Linked DNA regions of Rattus norvegicus: region 1 is linked to region 2. Evidence: chromatin contacts called from public Hi-C data. All regions are on one chromosome and are shown on one strand. Each heading gives the region's core, a stretch centred on a gene start, on an enhancer-like site or on the middle of the called end of the contact. The rest is flanking DNA. Distances are from core to core; before and after follow the strand shown. Region 1 overlaps Fggy (FGGY carbohydrate kinase domain containing). Region 2 has its middle 100 kb from the start of Jun.

Evidence for each region. A called contact is a pair of places that touch in the nucleus more often than the background predicts.
Region 1: a Hi-C map of frontal cortex shows a contact between it and region 2, with 3 times the contacts expected there. The contact joins two enhancer-like sites. A contact is called at or near these places in 2 of 12 Hi-C or Micro-C datasets (Schwann cells and frontal cortex).

What each region holds. Positions count from the first base shown.
Region 1 is chr5:115,720,225-115,727,197 of GRCr8, reverse strand. All of the region lies in intron 7 of Fggy (FGGY carbohydrate kinase domain containing), which reads right to left. It overlaps LOC103692418 (a long non-coding RNA gene), which reads left to right. Exons shown (of 10, transcript XR_010051926.1): 8 at 1-3,605; 9 at 3,682-3,749; 10 at 5,450-6,973. Among named protein-coding and RNA genes, the nearest start is that of Fggy, 210 kb to the right of the region's middle. Within about 2 kb of position 5,542, at least 21 of the 93 cell types and tissues checked have an H3K27ac peak or open chromatin away from gene starts, as enhancers often do.
Region 2 is chr5:115,111,628-115,117,893 of GRCr8, reverse strand. No RefSeq gene overlaps it. Among named protein-coding and RNA genes, the nearest start is that of Jun, 100 kb to the right of the region's middle. Within about 2 kb of position 1,908, at least 88 of the 93 cell types and tissues checked have an H3K27ac peak or open chromatin away from gene starts, as enhancers often do.

The DNA.
Region 1 (6,973 bases), core at 4,293-6,792, 610 kb before region 2:
CCTGATCCCTGCTTGACGCAGTGTGGCAAGGAAGCCATGGAGACACGGCTGGGCATACAGATAGTGCCTCTCTGAACTCAAACCCTCCTTGGCCTCTAATGCTGGCTAATTCATTTGCTTCCCGGAGTGCCAATTTTCTCAGCCACTAAAAAGAAACAATTCTTCCTTGTTCCTGGTGTTTGAAGATGGCAAGATACCACACAAATAAAACTAGCATGAATAACAACAAAATCAATACTATTAATGGTAGTAATAAACATAAAACATAAAAACATACAAATAGTAGTAATGACTAACAAAATTAATACTATTCCCTCTATCGTATTTCTAGACTTATCTAACAAGTCTCATATGATAGGATCCGGGTTCTCAGGCTCCCTAGAATCCCTCTATCAAACTCATTTCTTTGCTCCAGGCCTCAATTTTCTTTTATAAGTGGATCTGGAAACACACTGACTCCAAAGAAAGTTAACTAGGAGTGCCTGCCGCCTTGTTCAACACACAGGTGTACATATAGGCTAAGGTAAGTGAAGGCATGGACATGCCAAGACTACATAAGGAAGGGAAGCTCACAGGACCCAGTGTCAGTCTGGGCACGGGACCTAACGGTATCATGTATTAAAACATTACAATGAGCAAGTTAATGAACCCAGTGTTCCTTGGGCACTGAATGTGGAGAACAATGGCACTTACAGAGCAGTTCGAAGCCAATAATAGTGGCTGTTAAAGGTCCCAGCCAAGTACTTGGCACAGAGTGTATGTGTTCAATAAGTTGGAGGTGCAACAAAAATAAGTAGGTTGAGCCCTTCAGAGGAAGCCGGTCACTACGTATATTGATTGTTGACAGCTTTGTAGGGGACATTTTAGAGCTTTGTAGATATTAATAACAAAACAAAGAACTTATTCATGTAGAGCTTAGAAAAACTAATTCACCTAGTTAGTGGCCAGCTGTGACATGGACCCCAGCCATTCCGTAGGATACATGGTAAGGAATGGAAAACACCAGGACTCCTTTTCCCCTAATTTGGAGATGGGGTTACATAATGAAGCAGGGCCCCGAGTGCCCTCAAGCTGAACAAGCTCGTATAGACTTTCAATCCGGCTCTGAGCAATTTTCTAGGATAGCCGTGGGTGATGCACTGTGTTCGTGAGCCTTGGTTTTGTCATCTGAAAATTAAGGAATTTAGTATAGAAACTCTTTCGGTAGCCTTTCTGTTCCCAAACTGTGTGATCGCTCATTATCCACACATGAGTGTGTGTGCGTGTCAAACTGTGAGCGAAAACTGTGAGGTCACAGCTGCACATACTGGATCACGTGGCACCAGATTTAAAGAGGGGTGAGCTGGAGCCACAGCCCGAGGCCTGGGTCGCTCCCAGCTTTCTGTCTACAGGTAAGACTGGTCGCCTGGCCCCAGCCAATCCTCTGTAGTTCTCCAATAAAGTCCTGGAGTCCGGAACAGAAATCCCCAAATCTCCCACCGCGAGTGCCCGCTGTAAGCCTCCACTGTTGATGTGCCTGCCACACTCATATAGTTGCTTAAAGCCACAAGCCTGAAATCATATTAACTCACTCTTCCTGCTGCTTCCGATCATACCCAGAAACTCCCTGAGCTGTGCACTCTCTATCTGCTTGGGGCCTGGCACGGCCTTTCTCCCTCAAGACTCCACATGTAGCTTTATCAGTGCTTGGAATCCCCTCCCTTTCTCTTTTTTTTCCCTCTGAAAGCGTTCCCGGCTGCTGAGTTCCTGCTCTGAGTCGAGACCTGGCTCATGCCAAGAAACCCTCAGTTCGGGTCTCACTGCCCACCTGTCAGCTGAACGCCAGTACCGCTCTGGACTGGTGTCCTCAGTGCCAGGGTGTCCCTGGATTCCGGCTCCTCCGGGTTCTAGGTGATATCTTGTAAGCACAAAGCCAGATTCTCGGCTGTATCATTAAGATTTCAAATCTGTATTTTTCTCCTTTTTTGAATTTACTTACTTATTTTTTTTAACTCTCCAGATTTTATTCCCTTCCTGGTCCACTCCCCCTCTGAGAGTTCTACAGCCCATACCTCCTCCCCACCCTGCTGCACTCGCCATCTCCCCTCCCTGTTTCCACCAGAATGTCCCTACTCCACCCACCCCACCACCCCACCATCCCACCAGACCTCAAAACTTCCTGGGGCCTCCAGTCTCCTGAGTGCGAGGTGCATCTCCTCTGACTGAAGAATTTACATTTTTCGATGTCCTGCTTCCTGGATTTAGCAATCCCTACTTGTAAGTCCGCAGAATCCTTGCATGATTGTCAATGGACTTTTGCTGGATGACGGGCAGACAGAGGGAAACACAATAGGTAGGATGCGTGCAGAAGAAGCATAGCCTTTGAAGCGTGAGATTTGAGAAGATACCGCGGCGGTAACAGCCTGACTATGTGCTGGTGACTGAGTGAGACTGTCTAGGAGGGGAGAAGGAGGTGCCCTAAGTAGTGAGGCCTGGGCACAATGGAAAGAAGTGCAAAGTGGGTGTGCATGGGAGAAGGCTGGGTCTCCCAGAAGCTTGATGTCAGGAGGGCAGATGCTGCAGAAAGCAGGCTGGTCCTGAACCGTCAATCTCCATGTCCAGTTTCCTTATCACTCAGCTACTTCTCTGAGGAGCTTACGTCTCAGAGTATTAAAAAGTACTGCATTGGTAGGAAGGAGTTTCCTGACGTCAGCCATCTCAGGAATGAGCTCTCCCTTGCTGGCAGAATCAACACTGAGTTCATGTTCCCAGGCCGGAAGCCACCTCCTGTCCTGCTGCTTCAGATGTTTTGTGTTGGTCTGCTAACCAGAGAAGGATGTAAAGAGAGAGGCCATTATTCCGTTATCTAAACTAAGGCACGGAAGTCATAATTGTGCTGTTGGTCTTGACTTAATTATTATTGTTGCAGCTTGATCATTCCTTTGTTCCCTTATCATTATAACATTGCAGCCACACACTGGGCAGAGACCTGGCTGCAAAAACTGAATCAAGGACCCTGAAACCAGGTGACACAGATGAGGACTAGCCACCAAGGTTAGGTTTCTTGCTTGAACCCTTGTGTCAAATATGGTCAGTTAATGGAAAAGCCCATCCATCCCCTAGCTTTGTGTTTCCATCATATAAAAATGTTGTACAATCTCCCTTTGAGGATGCTGTTCAGATCCCAAACTGGCCGCCTCCCCAAGCTCTCAGAAAATAAAGCTTTTATTTTTAAGCTTCCATATCTGAAAGGAGTTTTCTCGGCTTCCACTCCGAACCCAACAGCATTAGTAAAACCATATTTGGCTTACTTCTTGCTTCTGAAGAAATAAGCTGATTTGATAATGGGACATATTATCCTTGTGGATATTTTGAGACAGAGCAAGGCTTCTTAGCCTCACGGTTGGTGAAGTCTATGGCTGGGAAATCCTGCATTGGGTGGGTTGCACTGTGGCTGACAACATCTGTGGTTTCATTTTGCTACACACACCAGTGATAACTCTGCCTCCTTGGATGTTTCCAGATACTACTAAGTGGACCATGGGTGCCCAAAGTCAGCCCCTGTCAAAGATCTACCAGCCTAGAGAAAATGTGAGCTGCAGCCTCGAGCTCCAGTACAGTGCTGGGTAAGACACTAGCTAGGTGATTTTTGGAAGTCTTGCTTTGTGCTTTACACAAATCTAACTAATCTTTACCTAACAGAATTGCTGTGGAAAGGTGAAAAGCATGTGAAGTAACAACAGGCAGAGCCCTGGAGCCTTAGAAGACAGGTAGGAAATGGTCGTGCTCTAAGACCTGTTGTTCTTATTAAAGATGCCGATCTTATTGGTATGTTGTTAGAAAATATCATAACTAAAGTCTAAAACTGACTGAACAAATGCACTTTCCATGACATAATAACTGCATGGCCTGCTGGGAGCGCAGTTCTAGCCATCACTTGCCCAGGGATCCTTCTGTAATTTCCTTCTCAATTTTGAGAGCATTTCATGTTTTACCAAATCCTTCCACGCTTAGCACAAATAACTGTAATTACAGTACTTACTCGCCTGTTCACGAGGCTGCAATTTCCCAAAACTCTTCTGCTCTGTCACAGTCACCTCCTGTCTCCATCAGATAGTAAAGCTGCTTATCAGTGGGTACTCACTAAAAGGCTGTTCTCAAGATTCGTCACTTAGATATTCTAGGGAACAAACTCAAAAGTAGGGCTGCCACATAGAAACGGGCCGCTCATCCCATATCGCATGGTGATAAATGCACCATGGAATCTGACTAGACAGGCTCCATCACACGTCCCCACCTCACTACGTAGTTTGTGACAAAGTCAGGGAGTCACAGGAGCCACTGCTGTCTCACTTGACAAGTGCAAGGGAAGAGCAGGATGTGCAGAGCTTCGTTCTGAACTTCCTGTGAGGTAAAAAGTCAAGTCTGTTCTCGGGTCCATAACTCAACTCTGAGACTCAGGTGCTCCCATGGCCAAATGAGGGTTGACACATCTGCTCTGGTAAACTACAAAGCTGTTGTGAGGAGTGACTGAGCAGAAATGTGCTTCTCCACTCTAAAGTTTAGAAATAAATGTAACAGACCATTGCTAATAACAATGTTTGCTGTAAAAACACCTCGCCTCATAAACACACGTGCATATTAATTATAAGGAAATACTCCCTAAATCCCATTATTGAAATCTGCTGTTTCCCCATAGGGGAATATAGGAATATAGGAAAGGGTGAGATAAGTTAGTGGCACGGTTTGTCACTAAAAGAAACTTCTTTGTCCTAGCAAGGCAAGGACCAGAGGTTCTTTCCCTAAGATGGGCTAAATAAATTCTTCTGCCATTAGAAAAATAAACAAAAAGAAAGAAAATAGAAAATCCTTACTTTGTTTCAACACCACAGCTCAGAAGAGCAGTTAAAAGCAATGCAGCATCTGACAGCGAATGCAATGTTGAGAATCAAGGGATTATGATCAACCTAGCAAAATGTATGATTTTGACCAAGTCATGCTAACATGACTGTAAACAGAAACTATGGAGATTTTGAGACATTTAGGACTAGCTGAAGAATTGCTTGGACCTAATGCTTGCTGCTGAAGAAGGGAACCAAGCACAGCTACCATACAAGGACAGCTGCCTCCCAGCTGAAGTAAGTGCCCACGGGTAAGGGAATGCCATCCTTCCCTTCACCCAATCACTAACTGTGACAGCGGCTGCTCAGGATATGCTATGAGAACCCACACATAAGTAAATGAGATGACATCGACATACAGACCAGCGAATATAAGATACAGCACAAACACGGGCAAAGGAGGGCTTTGTTTAGCTTGGGAGTCAGGGAGTCAAGGAAGGCTTCTGTAAGAAGATGGCAGCATCTCCAAGCTTTGATGGATAGGCATAGGCAGAAGTTTGTCCGATAGACAAGATCCACTGAAAGGAGAGGGGGCCTGAGAGAAATATGAAGTTGTTATTTCCTTTCAGGACAGTTGGGGCGCTGGAGCCAAGAAGAGACCTGGAACAAAGTTAATGCTATTTTTACAAGCTAGAAAAATAGCAGCAGCAGGAGTCCTGGCCAGAACCACCCCCACAAAGTGCAAACAAAACTCCTCCTATCTGCTGCCTGTCTGCTGGAGAACTCACTAACCAGTCCCTTAAGAACAAAATGTTCTTTTATCTTTGATTTTTTCATTCCCACAAAGTCCTTCATCCTCTGTTTCCAGACTGGAAAACACATGAATTGAGTTGTGTTGCCCTTTGATCTTTATCTCGCCCTCCCAGGCTGTCTTTGGGAATGAGAGTCTATGGGGTATTTCTGCAGAGAGCTGATCCCTCCTCCTGATCAGAATATGGGGTCCATAGCTGGTCAAGTCAAGCCAGCATATGTCATCCTACAACTGTCAGGGAAACTTTCTGAGAGGCCTGCATGGCATCTCACTACAAAGGTGGGCCCTTACATTGACATTTGTGGTCTCAGCAACGGTTCTTATGGCTGTTTCTGATTGAAACCTATACAACTGAGAGTACTGATTTCCACATTCATTTAGAAGACATAAGAAAGACAAAATCAGGGCACCTGGCGAGACAGAGGGTGTCAGATCTTTGGATTCTTCTTTTCTGCCTGCCTATATACAGGGAAGTGGAAGTTCTGCTGAGAGATATTTCACCTGGAAATATCTCACCTGGAAGGGAACTTCATGGACAAATCAAAGGCCTTCATCCACTAAAGTCTTCCTTTGTAATATGCATTTTGGTTCTGGAGTGAGAAAACCAAAAAGAGAGGCTTCATTATTGGGTGCCTAATATGTGGCAACCACTATACCATTTGCTTTAAGGGGTATATGAATGTGTGTCTATGCGCATGCGTGTGCGTGATGTACATATCACTAGTTCTCACAGAAAAAAAAGAAAAAGAAAAAGAGCCATTGCTAACCTTTCCCATCAAAAACAAAAGCTTAAGAGGTAGCCCGTTTGTAGGCAGGACAAGAATTTAGTCTGATCAGAGACCTGCTATCTCAAGCCAGCTCTATAAAGCTTCATAAACACAGCAGGAAAGAACAATACAAGTCTCTCCCGAAGGAATGACACTTGTCTGGTTTGCTCACTGCTGATAATGTCCAGGTCCAGACCCAGAACAGACGGGTCTGCACAAGCTTGTTATGCATCTTTAGTTTATCTGTGGTCAAATGGTCTTCTCAGGTCTCTCATGCCTCTGTTCTGCTCTGCAATCCGACATGACAGATACAAGGTGATGAGGAGTAGAATTTTTGCATCCACCCTTTACCTTCCCTGCTACCCTAATCCTGAGATGGCTGCAAGGTGATGGAACAAGAGACTGGGAAAAAAAGCTATAAGGATAAAACCTAATCAGAACTATCAGTAATGAGAACCCCTTCACCCACCCTCCCCAGTCAGCACAGGCTTCAGTTCTGTCCTTTAAGAAACTAGGAATTTATTCTATCTTTGAACTTCACAAACTCACTTTCCATAGATGGGGAACTGATTAAT
Region 2 (6,266 bases), core at 659-3,158:
TCTACCATTGGCACTGTTCCTCTCTTTCTGTCCCCAAGTAACACCCAAGATCTCAGCCTGTCCTCATTCACTGAGCCTCTGACAGTGGTAAGTTCAGAGCACGGACTGCCCATCTACCCTGCACTGATCGCAACTCTACAAGCTGACAGTGTTGCTGAAATCCACCTTCTGCATTAGGGAGATAAAGGGCAGAGAGGTAAAATCAGGAATCCCAGTCTTCCAATAAGTAAAGCTCGGATCTAAACCTGGGTGGTTGTGATCCTAAGGCTGAGGAAGGCACAGGCTCAGCTGTGGAGGGCTACTTAGGGGAGGCACAATACAGACAGAGATGTACAGCCTGGGCTTCAGGCAGTAGAAGGGTGGAGGTCATGGGGATGGATCAGAAAGTCTCCCGGAGCAGACAGTGGCCTTCTTCTGGCATCCAGACTTGACTCGGTTTTCTCCAGGTTGATGAGCATGGAGCAAGGGAAGGAAGAGAGACTACGAAAAGGAAAGGAGGTCTGAGGCAGACAGGTGTGAGGCTGCTGGGGTGGGATGTGGTCAGCTGAGGAGAGAGAGATCTGGGTATGTAACACTTAGGATAAAGAGGCAGGAGGATCATGAGTTCAGGTCTGGGAGTTGGAGGGATGACTCAGCAGATTCGAGTTCTTGCTGATCTCCCAGAGGACTTGTGTTCTCCTCCCAGCAACTAGCACAAGGCTACACATAACAGCCTTTAATTCCAGTTCATATCTTTAGAACTCCTTAGGCACCCACACACATGTAGACCATGCTTGCTCATTTATGCGCGTGTGTGTGTGACACACACACACAGAGAGAGAGAGAGAGAGAGAGAGAGAGAGAGAGAGAGAGAGAGAGACTGTTTTTTTTTAGGAGTTCAAGCTACTTGGGGAGTTAGAAACTAGTCTAGGCTATACAAGACCAAGCCTCAAAGAGAGAGAAATGAGATGTTGACCCAAGGTATGAGGTGAGCCAGTTACTTCTGGAAGCTGCAGGGTCCTCACCGGTACAGAGTGCATAATGCCTGCTTTACAAGTTTCTCTAAATACTAAATGAGATGCAGGAATATGTCCTGACTCGGTGCTATTCGTTATTCACCTCATAAAACTACTTCCCTCAATAAAAGTTTTTAAATGAGCATATTTTTACTTATGCTCCCAGGAGCACTAAGAATCTATCTCATGATTAGTCATACGCCATAACAATATAATTAATAATAATGTTAATTGCTGCTGATTGAAGGCACTAAGTGCTTAATATGTATAATCTATTATCTAATCTAACCCTCAGCACGTATCTAAAAGATAGGTATCATTACTCCCATTTTATGGGTGAGGATAATGAGACCGGGAAGTTAGGAAATGTGCGCAGGTCACCCGCTGGGATAGGTCTGGCCTTTCAGAAAAAAAAAAAAAAAAAAAATTGTGCATCCACCAAAAGGCCAAAGTGGGAAATGCCCTGCCTTTGGAGTTCATGTTGGTTTTGGCTTTCTCTCTCATTTCTTTTTCAGAAAGAAAGCAAACATTTTAAGTGTCCACCGAGGAAGAAGCAACCTTACAGATGAAGAAGAGGGGGTCCGAGCGCAGATGCCCCCAGCCCTTTCCTCCCCGCCACCCCCTACCCCCACCCCAGGACTACTGCTGTTCTGCGGAGGAGCCAGGTCCCTGCGCTGCCCCTTCCCACCGTGGGTGGCTCCCAGCGGCAGGGAATCACATTATCTGTTGGGAAGGCGTCCAGCACCCTCCTCCTGCCAGCCAGTGTTTGCTCAAGGCCTAGCTCTTCAGAAACTGAAACCGGCAGCCGGGGCTGCCAGCCTGAGGACGCCCGCGGGCGCTGCCCAGGCTTTACCTTCTATGGGGAGGCCCGCGGCGGGCGGAGCGAGCCGGCGCCGCTGACGTGGCCGCCCTGCCCTCGCCCAGGGCGCCCGCCTCCTCAGCGCCGGGTGTGGGAGCGCGGGGCCCGGAGAGCGCAGTGCGCGGGCGTGGGAGCGCAGGAGCGGCCGGCGTCTGGTGCGGGAGGCTGGGGTGCGGAAGCGCGGGCGGGGCTGGCGGTGGCGGCCGTGAGGGCTAGCAGTGGAGGGCAGGCGAGTAGGACGTGGGTCTTAGCGCTGGAAGAGCAGGAAGAAACTAATGTCTGGTCTTTATATTTGGTGACGTGGATCGAGCCTAGGACCCGAGAAGAGCTCAGAACATGGTGACAGTGTTACTGTCCTTGCCCATCCGATAGGGGAACAGTGTGCCCTGTGAGTTTATGAATTTTCTTCCTTCAGAATGTTTAGGTACAGACTGAAGGAGATCAGGAGATGTGAGAGGGTAAAGGCTGAGAATGGATAGGGACACAAATTTGCTGTCTCCCAACTGATGAGATGACCTCAGAAAGCAGTAGCTGGATTACAATCCAGAAGGCAAATTTAGGAAAGTACTTTGTAAACCACCGATTTAAGACAAAGGTCCCTTTCACCTTCAGAGTTCCTTCAGCCATGTCCTCTTACTTCACGATTCGAGCTACTTACCAAAGTAAATAAACCCACAATTCGCTTCCTAAATAATTAATCAAAACCCAGAAGTCACTCAACACGTTTTCAGTAAATATTCACTGGGAATGTCTAAGTACCAGTTGTGGCCTGGTGCTGTGCTGGATGCTCCGGGGTGGGGGTGGGGGTGGGGGTGGGGGTGGGGGTGGGGGTGGGGGTTGGGAGGATGGACAAAAGCTATGTATGTCCTCATGGAGTACCCAGACTGTTGGACACAGAAAGCGAACAACTTAGATATTGACATCCAACTAACAAAAGATACGATGTTTCTACAGTGGACAGATGTTTTCAGTCTAAAGTATATAAAGGTGGCCTGCCTTTCTCCACTGTGGCCTCTTAAGGAGAGAGAGAAAATCTTGGCTCTATATATGAGTGCACACACACACACACACACACACACACCACAGTATTAATTCTTTGATGGATCCAGCAAGTCCAAGTTCCTGCCGCATCATGAAAGCCTACAGAGAGACCCTGTGGCTTGACTCCTGTTTATGTGTCCCTCCTCATAAGAAACTCCTAACAGATGTCTTCAATTCAGTCCTTGGTGAGTGGCTAAGAGGATGGGCTTTGAAGCCAGGTGACAAGAGTTGACTTCAAGGCCTTTCTCAGCAGTCCTCTAACCATGGGCCAAGTACTTGACCTCTGTGTCCCTACATTCCTGTTCCGTAAAGTGTTCCGGGTAATGCCTAGTTCACAGAATTCTAGGCATTAGAGACAGTGCTTAAAGCAGGTGGCAGGCATTCGGTGTGTGCAGCAATGCTGTGGTGCTCTCTGCCTAGAGAAACCCTTCTCCCCCTTTCTCTGCTTGGATAGCATGTATTTATAGTCCAATGTCACCTCCTCTCTGGAACCTTCCTTGCTTTATTGGCAAGGTAATTGGATGCTTTGTCTTCTATGTTCCCAACTCTTTCATGGTACCTTAGAGGACTCTTCATGCTGCAATAAGGTTTTTTTTTAATGTTGTTTAAGTGTTTTCCTTCTTTATTTGACTACAAGTTCTTAAAGAATAGGGACTGTATACAGTTTACTTCATCTCTAAGAAACCAGGCAGTCCCCAGAACAGAGTGAGCACTTGACACCATCTTGAGTTAATGGGTGGACGGGTGAATGGATGGGTGGATTGATGATGATGGATGGGTGATAGGAGAAGAAATCCTCCCAGGATTGTACAATTTGAGGCCAGAGTCTGTGTTTAGTTTATGTGTCATTTGTCACATTTTTTAGTCTCTGGTTTGCCATCTGAATCTTGGAATAAAAGCACTATATATTTGGGGGTCAGAAGTCTAGGGGAAATATATACATGACAGCATACAGGCCAACACTCTCCAGAGTCGTACTTGGGCTCTAGTCCCAGCTCTACCCCCTGTTAACAGGATGATCTCTGGCCAGTTCCTCACCTTGCTAAAATGGAGAAGGCAGAACACACAAATGGGCTGTTCCAAAAAATCAAGAGATATTCTTTGTAAAAGCCTGGGGCACAGGGTATATATTGAGAAATAAAAATTACCTCCCTTCCACACCTACCCCCTTGTCTGTTCTCCAGACACACAAGCCTGGACGCCCAGTACCCAGGACAGCTGTTCAAATGCCATATCTTGCTCCAAGTGACTAATGCCACTTAAGCCACGGTTGGAAAACTGACTCCAGAACCAAGTTTAAACTTGAGTGCTGAGTTAGAAGCAGGGAATGTGGCTGACTGGCTGATTTAATTAATAAGGACACTTTTGAAAGAGAGCACTTTTAAAACCAACAAACATTCCAAGGAAATTGAAAGCAAGAGCTAATCCACGATTTCATGTGTGGGTTTCTCGTGTGACCGAGAGAGTCCTTACGTAAAAGAATGAATAATAAGTCATCCACAGCCACGTGAGTCTTTCTTAAACTCTAAGAGCAGTGGTTAGAGTCAGCTTTGGAATCAATTAGCCAGTTAATTGAGGCACAGTGTTGTAACAAGCCTTAACTGTCCTTCTGCTCTATTGTAATATATTCTAATAAACTATTCAAAATTCCCCAAGCTATGCTTATCAATTACTAAGCCAACAGCTATGGTAGAGAAAGGGCTAGAAGATAGCTCTCTACTGGACCTTGAATATTATTATCATATCACACATGAAACCCCCAATCATGCCCCACCTTCTTTGCTCTGATTTTGAACAGGCTGACATGGGGGCACTCAGGGCCTTGTGGACTGGGCTTGTCCATTGCCAGGGAACACGGGCAGCAGAACTCAAAGGGGAAACCTGAGAGTGCAGAAGCTTGGGCAGGACCCGAGAGACACTCTCCAAGAGGGTAGGAATCTTATTAGCAAAACCAAGGGCCCTGCCAAGGAGGGCATGTGTCTGAATACCCAAAGAAAATAGGATACAACTCACTTTAATGTCAGACCTCCCAATCTTGTGGGAGTGCTCGAATTTCTGCCTTTTTCTTCTTTAACTCCCCAGCCTGTTTCTTGACCAATGTCTGTTTCTGTAGCTCCCTCCTGAAAATTAGCTTAGAAGCCGCTGTCAGGGAGAGCCCGTTCCCCTCCTTTCCCCTGTAATGTTAATAGTACATAGTGTTCCACTGGGAGCTCGCTTCACGTTATTTAATGATTGCTTGCCAGCGTCCTTCATCTCCTTCAGCTTCCTCTTTTTCTACGTGTCCATGGAGAAGTAATTGGTCCATACTAAACCACAAGTGCTTGGAGAGTTGTATGTTAGATACAGACCGGTAAAAGCTTCCCCATCGTCCAGACAGCCAACATTCTCATAACCTCTAAGAAAAATTTTCAGGCCTGTGTACATTTTTCTCCCATCTCCCTTCAGCAAATAAGCATTTGCTTACTTTTTTCATTTTTCTGTAGATCAGCTTCCATTTTCTATAAGTGGAAATATGCCATATAGACACTTTGATGCTCTTCTTTCTCTGAGTACAGTTGTGTTGGCACGCCAGTGTGAACTTTCCACTTCTTTGGTCTCTGGATTTTCTTGGGGAGCAAGATCTGGGCCCACCTAGAACACAGACCAATGCTGAGGTAAGGCCTTCTGTGGGGAAGACTCTAATGGACAGGAAGAGGTTGGGATTTGCTGCCAGAATATATATGCTGCCATCCCAGACCCCATTGCTTGTAGCTGTGAATTCAGGAGTTATTCACTTGCTTTCAGACCCTCAATTTCCTCGACTGGGAATTGGGGCAATGATAAAGCTCTTTTCTCTGAGAGAGTTTATGAAACTCCACTGAGCCAGGAGATAAAGTGCTCTGTAAACTGTGAAAGGTCAACCCTGGGCAGGGATTAGGCCTGGATCAAGCCAACACCACACTGGGAATGCCCCAGCTCCCAGCGATATTTAAAGAAAGCCTTGTCATCCAGGGAAGCTGCACGTATTTGTCAATCCTTATAGAAGCAGCCAATAGGGGCTGTGCCTGGTGTCCTTTTAATCTTGGCCCCCATCTCTAAAATGTCAAGGATTCTTTTCCTTGGACCCTCCCCCACTGCCTCTGAGTGGACTGTGTTTGTTTACAAGGTCTCCCCCCTCCACCCCCAAGAACTCCAAGGACCAGACAATTCTGGCCTGGAGTACCTTGATAAGGCTGATAAGGTCAGTCTATCTGTTGCTTCGGACAGAGGAACAGAAAGAGGAAGTAAGCCTGTGGAGGGGTCTCAGTCTGTCAGGCCAGACTGTGGCTTCCTTTGGCCAGGACTTGGGACAATGATGAGTAGAAAAGTAAATATTTGTCTTCTCTTTAAAA